Regions from separate parts of the Triticum aestivum genome. Here region 2 is linked to region 1. Evidence: chromatin contacts called from public Hi-C data. All regions are on one chromosome and are shown on one strand. The core of a region is the stretch at or near the end of the contact, and the rest is flanking DNA. Distances in the headings are between cores, read along the strand shown.

The links. A called contact is a pair of places that touch in the nucleus more often than the background predicts.
Region 2: a Hi-C map of leaf shows a contact between it and region 1, with 6 times the contacts expected there. The contact joins the promoter of LOC123104625 here to the promoter of LOC123104623 in region 1. A contact is called at or near these places in 3 of 5 Hi-C or Micro-C datasets (leaf and root) and 1 of 1 datasets of contacts at active chromatin or transcription factors (leaf).

The regions. Positions count from the first base shown.
Region 1 is chr5A:541,015,824-541,022,174 of IWGSC CS RefSeq v2.1, reverse strand. LOC123104623 (histone-binding protein MSI1) reads right to left here and starts at 3,636. Exons shown (of 5, transcript XM_044526503.1): 1 at 2,946-3,636. The coding sequence starts at 3,569. It overlaps LOC123104622 (mediator of RNA polymerase II transcription subunit 4), which reads left to right and starts at 3,808. Exons shown (of 2, transcript XM_044526502.1): 1 at 3,808-5,125. The coding sequence starts at 3,871. The coding sequence ends at 5,118.
Region 2 is chr5A:541,234,399-541,240,749 of IWGSC CS RefSeq v2.1, reverse strand. It overlaps LOC123104625 (la-related protein 1B), which reads left to right and starts at 4,088. Exons shown (of 7, transcript XM_044526504.1): 1 at 4,088-4,559; 2 at 4,698-5,448; 3 at 5,528-5,684; 4 at 5,763-5,853. The coding sequence starts at 4,224.

The DNA of each region.
Region 1 (6,351 bases), core at 2,387-4,886:
GCTGTAGTTGTTTTTGAGTAAGCTCAGTCCTGAACTGTAAGGCTTGTGATTGGAGGCTGATATGGGGTGAAGAAACTCATTTTATTTGAAAAATAAGTAGCCAAATGATGCAATACTCACCACCTACTTGCTTCAAAAATGGAAAAGGTCTCCAGCCTCCACATTAATTTTTTAAAGGCATGTAGTCGACTGAGTAAGTCTTTTCAAATAATAGAAAATTGTGTTTTCACCATCCAGCTAAAACAGTATTTTTCCTAGTATGAAACCACTGCAAACAGCAAATAAATTTATTCAAGTCTAATCTTCATATTAAAGCACCATACATAAGTGATGAATTATAGTGGCAACCAAGCCAATGGCGGATCTAGGATTTTGAAACAGGATGGTCCACCTTACAAAAAAAGTTGGATAACAAATACGGCATGCCAATGGACTAATTGATTTACCAATAGCAATATAGAAATAGATCAATTTGGGCATACAAATATATTAAAATTCTCAATAAAGTCTGAATTTTGCATCCTAATTGGACAATGTCACAATGGAGACAGAAAGGCCAAATGAATCAATAATCATAATTAGACAATGTCAAAACGCACACAGCAAACCCTAATTATAATGAATAATCAATAAAGAACTAAGATGCAATCAATAAGAAATTTTTGAATGGGACGGTATTGAGGTCTGAGGACAACCAAGCTGCGTCAGGCTGCTGGATGGTGGACTGCTAGTTGCTGCACACTGCTGGACACTGGGCAGCGGGCGGCTCCTAGCCTCCTGGGGATAAAGCACACATCCACTAAAGCCGCGGCGTTCGGAGACGGCCAGGAGGCAGGCGTCGAGTAGAGACCCGGAGCGCAGACCATAGAGGGAATCAGAGTTGGGATTCGGGACGCGGTGCGGCTGTGCGTGCATGCGGATCAGGACGAGTAGGCTGCCAATTGCTTGGTGGGCTTTTTAGACAGACTGACCCAAAATCCCAGGGTGGGCTCGCCCTGTCCACCCTGTAGATCCGCCCCTGAACCAAGCTGATGGTATTCTATTTTAATTGCTTAATAAGAACTGTGAGACTTTTGTTGAGATCATGCATTCTCATGTTATCGCGACGGTTGGTTAATCTGATGTCAGGAGAGACCACTTCTTTGATTACAAATGAAGTGTGACTTGATGAGTAATAACAGGAAGTGCACATATCTTGCCTGACACAAATTGCTATTTTATAAATAAAATCAGAGAAACATTATTTTCAATATGCCTGAAAAGTGAAGAAAAATGACATAATAAACGTTTCTGGTGCAAGATTAATGTGCCTAGCCTGGTTAGCCTCCATATATGGAATAATCGAGTATATCAGGGGATGTTTCAATATATTAGGTTTGCAGACAGTAGACAAAACGGTGAATGAAGTGGTGACTTCGACTAAATTTGCTCATCCATTCAGGGAGATTCTGTTGCATTTCATCATATTATCCTTTCACATATACTGGTCTGGGTATGGAAAACGAAGGACGGCATAATTCGTGGTTGATTTCTTGGCATTGTTATGACTTACGAGTTATGAGTGCTTCGGGTATCCACAGGTCTTATGAAGGCAGAAGTATTAACTTTGAGTAATTTGTAATAATGGTTTATGAAACTGTCATTTTAGTGATAGCTGCTCCCCCGCAAAAAAAAACTTAGTGTTAGCTGCTGTAGTAGTTTTTGAGTAAGCTAGGTCCTGAACTATAAGGCTTGTGGTTGGAGGGTGATCTGGGGCCAAGAAGCTCATTTCATTTGAAAGCATAAAAGAAGTACGACTGTAGCAATATTAGCGCAAATGACGCAATGCTCATCAGCTACTTGCTAAAAAGGAAAAAGGTCTCCACCCTCTGCATTATTATTTCTGAAAGCAGGTACTCAACTCAGCAAGTCTTTCCAAATCATAGAAAACTATGTTTTTCACCATCCAGCTGACACATTAATTTTCCTCGTATGAAACCACGGCAAACAGCGAACAAGTTTATTTCAAGTCCAGTCTTCAAAATAGAGCACCATACAGAAGTGATGAATTGTGGTGGCAACCAAGGTGACGATATTTTGTTCTAATTGCTTAAGAGGAACCATGAAGCTTTTATTGTTATTATGTGTTCTCATGTTATCGCAATGGTTGGTTAACCTGATGTCAGAAGACAGCACTTCTTTGAGTCCAAATGAATCATGAATTGATGAATAATAACAGAAGGAGCGCATCTCTTGCCCAACACAAATTGCTATTTAGAACATCAAATCAGACAAATCTTGTTGCCAATATGCCTGAAAAGTGAAGAAAAATGACATACAGAACGTTCATGTGCAAGATTGATGTATCTAGCCTGGTTAGCCACCAGATATGGAAGAATTGTGTGCATCAGGGGAAGTTCCAATATATCAGGTTTGTAGGCACTGAATGTGATCATCCTTACAGGACTTTCGGTTGGATTTCATTATATTATCTTTTCACATTCAGCGACTTCAACTGAATGTGCTCTGGGTAATGGAAAACGAAGGACATCATAATTCGTGGTAGGTTTCTTGGTGTTGTTATGACTGAGTCCAGTGCTTCGGGTATCCACACTTCTTATGAAGGCAGAAGTGTTAATCACTTCTGCTTCCAGTCCTAGCTGCTACTACACTAGGATCACAGTATATACTATACTATTCAAAGATTCCAGTGGCGGAGCTTGGGCCAAATCTTTGGAGGGGCAATGGGCCAAGGAGGGGCAAAACTATGAGATTTAGGCTATTTTTACTGAACATATGTCAGAAAAACTAATGAGTAGTAGGTGTTTTTTTCTTGGGCTGGGGGGGCCACCGCCCAGGTTGGCCCCCATGAAGCTCCGCCACTGAAAGATTCCTAAAATCACATATGAAAAACAAGATAAATGCGGGGAACAGGAACAGCACAGGAGCATACGTTGGGACATTACCTCAAACACCTGTTGCGCGTCCAGAACCGGGGCTCCATTCCCGGCCTTGAGATCCCACAGGCAAATCTTCTTATCATACGAGCCGCTCAGGAGGAACCCCTCCTTCATCGCGCTCCACGCCAGCCCATACCCCTCCGCGCCATGACCCCTGAGCACGACATCCGCGCCGCCCTTGTCGCCGTCCTCCCCGAGGTGGTACACGTGCACCTCGTCGACGCAGGTCTTGGTGGCCACGGTGTACGGCCGCTGCGGCATGCACCGGGCGCGGTTGACCTCGCCCTGATGCGGCGCCGAGCGGCCGATGGACACGGACGGGGCCGGGACGGCGCGGCCCTCAGCGGCGGCCGCCGCGGCCAGGCGCGGCGGGAGCGGGAGCACGGCGTCGACGAGCATGAGGTGGTTGGGGGAGTCGTCGGAGGCGTGGGTGCCGAGGACGAGGCGGTGGGAGCGGGCGGAGGCCGGGGACCCCGAGGGGAGCCACTGGACGGTGAGCGAGGGCCACTCGAGCGGGTGGGACATGACGAGGTCGTAGAGCACCGGCGCGTTCTTCTTCCAGTTGAGGTACTCCTCCATCTCCATGGCGGCGGCGGCCGCGACGGCCTGGAAGGAGGCGCCGCCGTCCATTGCTGATTTGCTCTGCGCGGGAAAGTGGAGGCGGCGAACTGCTGCTCTCCCGCCAAAATGATCGGTGGTGAGGAAGCCGAGGGTTTCAAGGCGAGCTTTTATTGCGGATATATGGGCTTGTTGGGCTGACAAGCCTGACTTGTCATCAAGCCCAGATCTCTCCCAAAAGAAGTCATCAAGCCCATATTCACGTCAGGCCCAGGATCCCACTAAGAGGACCTCGCGTGCCTAATAGCCCGGCTAGTCGACGAGCCTCTGCTCCTCGCGTTGGATTCCCCAGTCCGTCGCCCCCGCCGCCGCGATGATGCAGTCGCACATGCCGTCGCCGGCGAGGCTGGGGGTGACCGCCTCGTCGCCGTCGCTCCCGCCCAACCAGTCTCCCGCGAACCCCACCTCCTCGCCGCCGCAGGCCAACCCGCCGTCCGCGAGCGCGGCCCCGTCCGCGGCCGGAATCGCGGTCCCAACCCTAACCACCTCGCCGGCGCTGCTCCCGCTCCTGCCGCCGCTCCCGCGCGCGCAGTCGCTGCTCCACCTCATCTCCTCCCTCGCCTCCAACCTCTTCGAGCTCTCGCCCAACCGCGCCGCCTGGATCTCGTCGTACCGGGGCTCGCTCCCCAACTTCCTACCGTCGTCGTCGGCTTCCGCGGCGCCTACGCCGCTGCCGGCCCCGGTCTCCACCACCAAGGAGGCCATGTCGATGCTCACCTCCCTCCAGACGCAGCTCTTCGAGACCGTCGCCGAGCTGCAGGAGACCCTCGACCTGCAGGACGCGCGCGCCAAGCTCGCTCGCGAGGCGCGCGCCAAGGATGCTTCGCTGCTCGCCTTCGCGAAGAAGCTGCGCGAGGCCCACCACGTGCTCGACCGCCTCGTCGATGACTACGCCGACTACCGCCGTGATCCCAAGCGCCCGCGCGGCGCCGCCGCTGTTGACGAGCCCGAGCCGGTGTCGCAGGGCGACTTCGGCGCATCCCTGCACTCCAAGCTCAAGCTGGATGACATCTTGACCTATGCACATCGCATAAGCTACACGACCTTTGCACCGCCGGAGCATGGTGCTGGGCTGCCTCTGAGGGGTGCATTGCCGCCTGCGCCACAGGATAACGAGCTGCGGATGTCACAGCTGTATCAGTTTGCTGATTTGGATGTTGGGGTGCCCAAGAAACCCCTGGAAACGAAGGAGGGGGTCACAGCAGAGATGGAGTCCATGCCGCTATTCGAGCTACCGGAGGAAGAGCCTCCACGGCCATCTATGCTACCAATCACAGTGCCACCAGGTTGGCAGAAAGGTTTGCCTGCTCTGCTTCCTGTTATTCCAATGCCGCCACCTGGATGGAAGCCTGGGGACCCGATCGAGCTGGGTGGCATCATTCCTGCTGTCAAGCCTGAGGAACAACGACCCAGTGTACCGATTCCTGTTGGGGTGCAGCCAATGGTGCCAAGGGCCCAAGAGCCAATACAGGTCGCAGCTGTGAACCTTGACATTATCAGTTCTAGCAGCGATGAGTACAATAGCGACGTCGGGAGCTCAGATGAAGACGATGAGGACTAATGCTTTTGTAAGCTCGACCATTTCATCATTTGTGTGTTTCCATATCCAGTGTAGCTCATTTTAGTGTAAGCTTTGGCTAGTATTGTGTCATGTGCTTGTCTGTTTAAACTGCTGCAACACAAAATCTATCCGAATAATAGATTTGACTTAAATTTGTGCTAGTTTAGTACAGCAGTCACTAGATCACTTTCTGTGATAAATACAGCCAGTCTAAATGTTCAATTTTCTTGACCTCTGTTCAAAAACAAAAACTTCATTTGCTATTAGGTTTGACTTAAACTTGTTCCAATCTAGTCCACCAGTCACTGGACCACTTGCTGTGATAAATACAGCCAATCTTGACCGTGTTCAGTTTCCTTGACCTTTGTAGTTCAAGACGTTCAGTTTCCTTGACCTTTGTAGTTCAAGATGTTCAGTTTCCTTGACCTTTGCGACCACTATTAACCCAAAACCTGGCTTCTATTATGGATGATAAATGTCATGAATTTAATGTTTTAGTTCATCATTGTAGGTTTCAGTTGTAATTTACCTGCTAGTGTAGTCCAAGGCTAAGCTTTTTTTTTTTGAGTAAATCATTCCATGTTTATGGACATCTTCTCAAATCTTCCTGCCTACCTGTGCACTTTGGACTTTGGAGTGATTGCCTTCGTTAATGGCGTATCCCATATGCCTAATATCATCCTTTACATGATTCCTCTCTTCATCTCTGATTGCTGTAATATATAGCGACTTCCCATGGTTTATTATGCCGGTGTGCCCCATAGTAGGGTGGGCATTTGGTTAAACTGAAAGTTAGGTTCAGCTTATTTGGGATTTGGTTTTCTATAATCGGGGACTGAGATAACCACTGAAAATAGAAGGAAAAGTGGAAATATCGAAATACTAAGTGCAATCAAATGTAACCATGTAAAGCGCCACTGGATAATAAATTGGGGTGGTGGTAAAGTTTGCCTTCTGTTATAAACGTCAAACACTTCTAAAAATATATGCAAGATAATTTTCCTTTCAGCTGGCAAATGGGTTAAATTCATGTACCCATCAGCACTCAATATCTCTTGTGTTCTTGACATACAAAAACTATACGTGTGTGAAATCTTGAAGTAAAATGTACCAGTCATTTTTTTCTTTCCAGTAAAAAAAAATCTTGAAGTAAAATGGCTTATATTATGTTACGATTATTTGTATCTGGATACTAAAAATGTAGAGGCAGTTGGCCACCTGCACAAATGCTCA
Region 2 (6,351 bases), core at 2,839-5,338, 220 kb before region 1:
ACCTTCAAAATGGTTAAGGTCAGCCTCTCTCTGCACCATGCTTTTCTTCAGCTCTTCCTTTCTGTCCATGCTTATATCCACCACCTTAGTGCAACTTTGTTGAGTGTTAATGCAATGTTCAGCAAAATAACTATCTCTGTTCTCATCTGCATTACATTCCTCAAGAGCTCCCACTACTCTTATGTTCAGAAACTTTTCATTATGAGAGTGTGCCAACATCTGCTGCACATCATCTTCACAGCATATTTTATCTAAACCTTCTAATCCTTTCTCCTCATCAAATACATAGTACATATAATCATCAGGCAGAAAGCCCTCACTCCCAATAAAAGAAAGCATTGACAAATATGATATGTCTGACTGGTATAAATTTCGAACCACAGATTCTCTGGCATTGAAATGGAACCAAATTGACCACTTTGGGTCATCAATTCTGAAAATTATAAAATGAAATACCTTTATTAACTGAATACATTATAAAATGAAATACCTTTATTAACTGAATACAGGAATACTGAACCTAAGTAGGCACAATATTGAGTTTCTGTCAAACTGCTTTTTTCAGTTTCTTACACAACAAAGTATGCACAATACTAACAATTTCCAAGATGACCATAACTGAATCTAACCATGCAAAAACTAGCCTAAATTACCGATTCTCTGAACCTCTGAATCTCTGAATCTCACAACCATGCAAAAAACTAGGTCGTACCTGCCGCCGCCGCCAATAGTAGTTCTGTGGGACGCGAACTTCTAAAGTGGTAGTTTTTTGTCAATCACTCGCTAGGTACTGATACTGAAGCATTGCTTCTGCCGATGTCGACCCCTTATCACTGCTAGGTAGCGTAGCGATCGATCGAGAGAGAAAACGTGTAGGTAACGAAGAAGAGATGGTTCGTACGAAGAATCCATGCAGGCAGGCGATGGCAGCATGGGCGCGTGGGCGGGCTGGCTGGCTTTGGTCAACCAAAGCGAGTTCCCCGGTCGGCCCGTGCCCGTGCGATCCATCCATCCGTTCGTTTCCTGGGAAGAAGTGACGAAGAAAACTGAGCAACTTTGTCGCCAACGAACTGAAAGGCGCGGCGGCATGGGGCGGGGGGGGGGGGGGGGGGGGGCAGCGCGCGCACCCGGCACGCCATCGCCACCTGAAAATAACGTCCAGATCAAGACAGAGCGGCGCCTCCACCCGGGGCCGGGGCTCTGAAATCTGAATCAGATCGAATCCAACCACTTTTGTTGACCCGACCCGACCCGACCGACCTGGTGGCCTTTCCTCTTTCCCCCCTCTCCCCTTTCCGCATGCACGCACGCACGCACCCACGCACGAACCGGCCCACCGACCCAGCGTGTGCGTATCTATCTACAACGAATCGAACAAAATTCCGACCGATCCGGGGTCGAAGATCATCCAGGCACGCGGAGACCTATGTTCTTTTTAGGGGTGGCGGAGACCTATGTTTATACTGCTGATTTCCTGGACCTTTCGATCGGTCGGTGTCCAGGGTTGTGAAGAAAACAAATGTCTACTGGCGGTCGGCAAGGGGGCAGACACGGACGAAACAGCGGGGAACTTGCTGCTGGCCGGGGCAGTGCTTGGCATGCAACCCAAAAGGCCAGGAGTCGTGCCAACTTGGAACTACGTCCCGGCCCGGATTACGGCCTCATTTTACGGTACGTGCCAGCGTGAGACGAGCATGCATGCATGCATGCGACGCGCCGACGCCTGGAATGACCCTGCCGCACGTGCACGGCAGACCTGACCTCGGTGATGGCGGGACAAGGTCGAGACAGACAGCGACTTTCTGTTCAAAACCTGGAACCAGGTGACAAGGCTAGTGCATGCAGACGTGAAAGAAGCTACTTCCTCCTTTCATCTATATAGGGTCTAATGTGTTTTTCGAGGCTAACTTTGATCAAATATTAAAGCAATAATATATGACATGCAAGTTACACAAAGCACACAGTTAAATTCATGTGTGAAAGAAGATTTCAATGATATAATTTTCACATTGGGCATGTGATGTACTATTAATCTTGTCAATAGTCAAAGATGGTCTTAAAAAACGCATTAGGCCCTATATAGATGGAAAGAGGGAGTAGCTACTACTGTACGTGGCTATGCCGATGCAAGCGTCTGATACGCCGGTCAATATGCATCGGAACTCTTTTGCCTTGTTTTGAAAAAAAAGAATATGCATCGGAATCAGATCGAGCCTCCCTCAAAAAAAAAAGAATCACATCGAGCCCAAATAGCTGCTACTACCTTTGTTGACCCGATTTCTTCCGGCTTTACGAATGAAGGAGCTCCTTCCTTTCGGCAGCCAAAAGGTAGGTAGATCTATGCACGCACGCACGAACCAGCGATCTACGGCGCAAACGTGCGCGGCAAATTTGATAAATTTGATCTGTGGACGAAATCAAATTACAGAATAAACTGCTTGTGAAACTATTTCACACGGCTGATCTTTTTGTATGACGCCCAACACGAAAGCGTCACACTATATTATGCAACACCTCACAGATAGGTGCTACACGCCTGGCCAACGTTGCACCCCAAACTGCTTAAAAATTGCTAAGTCATTGTGCAGAGCCTACGAATTAAGCGCTGCACTGTATAGTGTGGCGTCTAGCTCTCAGACGCTGCACTAGTGGTTGCACTACAAAATAAAGCAACCACTAGTGCAACGCCTAGAAGCTAGGCGCTACACTGTATAGTGTGGCGTCTAGCTCTCAGGCGCTGTACGCTGAGTTAGAAATTGCTGGCTGGCTGGCTGGCTGGCGGCCTGCAGGAGACATGCACGGGGGAAACCACAAGGAAGGAGCCTGCTGCTGGCTGGCAACTGCACTGGATGGATGGATGGATGCATGCGTGAATGCAGCGATTGCCTCGATGCCTTGACTCCACAACATGGGTCGTGTCAGCAAGTAGTCGTGCCAAAATGGAGTCTATCTATCGCGTCTCACTAGCCAGTCACCACAGCGGTGACAGTTTCCCTTTTGTTTGTTCGTCAGGAAACTACTCCACGCGTTTACAGTCAATTTTCTTTACATTTTCTACGGTGCCGGGCGGCGAAGTGGTCCTAGCTTCTCCCGTCAGAACAGTGACGCATCACGCATGGGCGAGAAGAAGGCCATGGGCGCGGCCACAGTCTGCGCGCGCGCCTTGGGGTGCTGCTGGTTAATGGCGTGCATACAAAACTCAGGGTCAAACACGCACGGTGGGACGAAACGGCAGCTGCTCCACGTCGCCCCGCGCCCCCGCTGCTCACTGCTCACTGCTCACGTACAGTACGTATACTACAAAACACAGAGTCGAACAACACTACACGACCGTATTGATCAGCGCGTGGAGACGATCTCCTGGTCTGAAGCCGGGACCAGCTAACTGTTAGCCAGTCTACACACTACTGTACCAGTGAAGAGTCGCTGGGTGGTCATGCAAAGCGTGCCTCCTAATAGTAGCAGTGTACATGAGGTGACTCCTCCTCCTACTGTACCAGTGAAGAGTCGCTGCCGATAAATCGCACACATATCCTATGCACGTACGGCACTCCTCCTCCTAATAGTAGCAGTGTACATGAGGTGACGTGCTAATTCCATTTTTTCGTTTATTACAAGTAAAACACTTTCTCGGTTTCTAAATATAAAAGATATTTTAAAAAAATTCAATACATACTGCATACAGATGTATACAGACGCATTCTGCACTGTAAATATTAACTCGTTTTGCTTCACATGTAGTTTATATTGGAATCTCTAAAATGACTTATATTTAAAAGAGGGAGTAGATATTTTTTGAAATTTATAAGTAAAAATAAGCTGGTAACATGTGTGATGTGTCAGTCTTAGCACGGCCATTGTCTGTTTTTTTTTTTTTTGACAGGCGGCCATTGTCTGTTTAGGAGCAGCGCGGCGGCGACAGTTGGGAAATACGCACAACAAAATCATTCTGTCCTGGGGAGGGGAGGGCGTGCCTTTTCCCGGAAATGCCCCGCGGGTTGCCCTAGAACTTCCCACCTACCCCTCCACCGCCGCCGCTCCTCCCCTCCCCTCCGGCTCCATTCCATCTCCACCCCCTCCCCCCTACTCCTCCCCTCTCCAGCCTCTGCCTGTCCCCTCCACCCTGCCTGCAGCCTCCCCCTCGTCTCCTCCGTTCCCGATTAAATCGCAATCCAAAACCTCTCCCCCGGAACTCCAGCCCCCGTGCCCCGCCTCGCCCCGCCATGTCGCCGGCCGCTGGAGGCGCCGCGCCCACGCAACCGGCGGCCAGCGCCGCCCCGGCGCCGACGGTGATCGCCGCGCCGCCGCCGCCCCAGGCCCCGTCGCGGGAGAACCCGCGCGATCCGGCCGCGCAGGCGGAGGGGGCCGATCCCGGCAATGCGGCGGCGAGGAAGACGGCGTGGAACGTGCCGCCGCCGCCCCCGGCACCCGTCGGCGGCATCATGGGCGGCGACGAGTCGTGGCCGGCGCTCGCCGACACGGCCGCGCGGGCCTGGCCCAAGTCCTCCTCCTCCGACTCCCTCAAGTCCCTCTCCGACGGCTCCGCCCCCTCCGCGCCGGTAACTGAATCTCGCGATCAACACACGTCTACTGCTGATGTATCTAGGAAGCCATCTCCCGTATTTAGAATTTTTTTTTCAGCAAAACCTGATGAATTTTTTTGGGTGTCTGACGAATGAATCTGTGGATGAAATCAGGAGGATCCGATTGTGCCACTGGTGCCGCTGCCGCAGCCACAGTCAGTTTCTACTCTGATCTCCACTGCCTCAAGTCCAGGCTCTGCCTCTACTTCTCCTCCTCCCACTGCCACCACCACGGCCTCGCCGCCACAGAACAGCAGCACAGGCCAGCCAATTTTAGTTCGGCATGGTGGCAGTAACGGTGGTAACAATGGAGAGGGCGGCGGTGGCAATGTGAGCACTCATAGCCAGAGCACTGGTAATTACAGTAGTGATGGGAACAGCAGCAGTGGTGGTGACGGTAACTGGAATGATGGGGGTCTTAATGGTGGCAGCAACTTGAACTCTAGTGTTCATAGCGGCGCCATTGGTGGCAGTGGTATTGACAATAGTAGGAGAGTGTTCGGCAGTAACAATTGGAATGGCAACGGTCGTGGTGGTGGCAGCTACAACAATGCCACCGGCAGTGGTGATGGGGGCAACAGATATAACGGCGGTAGTGGCAGCGGCCACTGGAACAATAATGCCCGACATGGTAGTGGTAATAGTAATGGCTTTGGTGCTCGTGGTGGTCGGAATCGCCGTGACCATGAAAGAGGGAGTAATTTCTCACCAAGGAACTATTCCCGTGCATTGCCAGTGCAGCAGCAGCAGCCGGGCTACTACCAGCCTGGACCATTTCAACGACCACCACCGCCATCACCTGCTGCTGCCCATTTCATGGTGCCACAACCTTTTGTGCCATATGTTCAACCCATTCCGTATCCTGGTAAGTCAGTTCATTCCGTGTCATCCTTTGATTCAAATTCTTCTTTTTGATGTAATGTGGTTGGTGTGGCAATCTGCAGCCGATTTACAAGGCTCCTATCCTTACTATGTCACACAAGTTGAGCAGCAGTTTCAAAACATGCATCTTATCCGGCCGCCAATGCAGCCATTGGCGTTTCAGCAAGATCAAATTAATCTCCAACGTGACATTCAGCTGCAGATCGAGCACTATTTTAGGTACTGAATCTATTTGAAAATTCTTGAGGAGTTAGTGTCTTTTATGCTAATTGTTTGTTTTATTTCTTTTCTTGTTAGCACTAATAATCTTTGCCACGACACATACTTGAGGGAACGTATGGATAATCAAGGATGGGTGCCTATTGATCTAATCGCTTCATTTCCTATGGTCTGTTTTTTAATTCTCATCTGATTCCCTTTTTTCATGTCAAATCAAGATGTAGCCTATGTGTTGTTCTAAATCTCTTTGATGACAGGTTGAATGCTAGTGTGGTACCTCTGCTGATTGTACTTTCACATATTATATATAACTTATGTTGCATGACCAGAACTTGGAAATGTATTTAGTACACTGTATTCTACGGACGACATGAGTTTATGAGTTTGTTTCGTAAACGACAAGATTGTATCTGCATTTACCTGTCTACGTATTACTTGCGGCTCTTTCTGTGCGTGGTGGAGGTGGGGGGGGGGGGTTCACATTTTGCCTAATTCAAGGCATGACACTACAGATGTTCTTTGTGGTTGCTATAAATGTGACAAAATTATAAAATGAGATCGCTGCCATTTTGTTGGGCAAGACAATAGAAGATACTTGTAAGTACTAAATTACAACTCTTAATCTCGTGTGCATCACAGAAATTTAATTTGTTCTAACATTTCATAT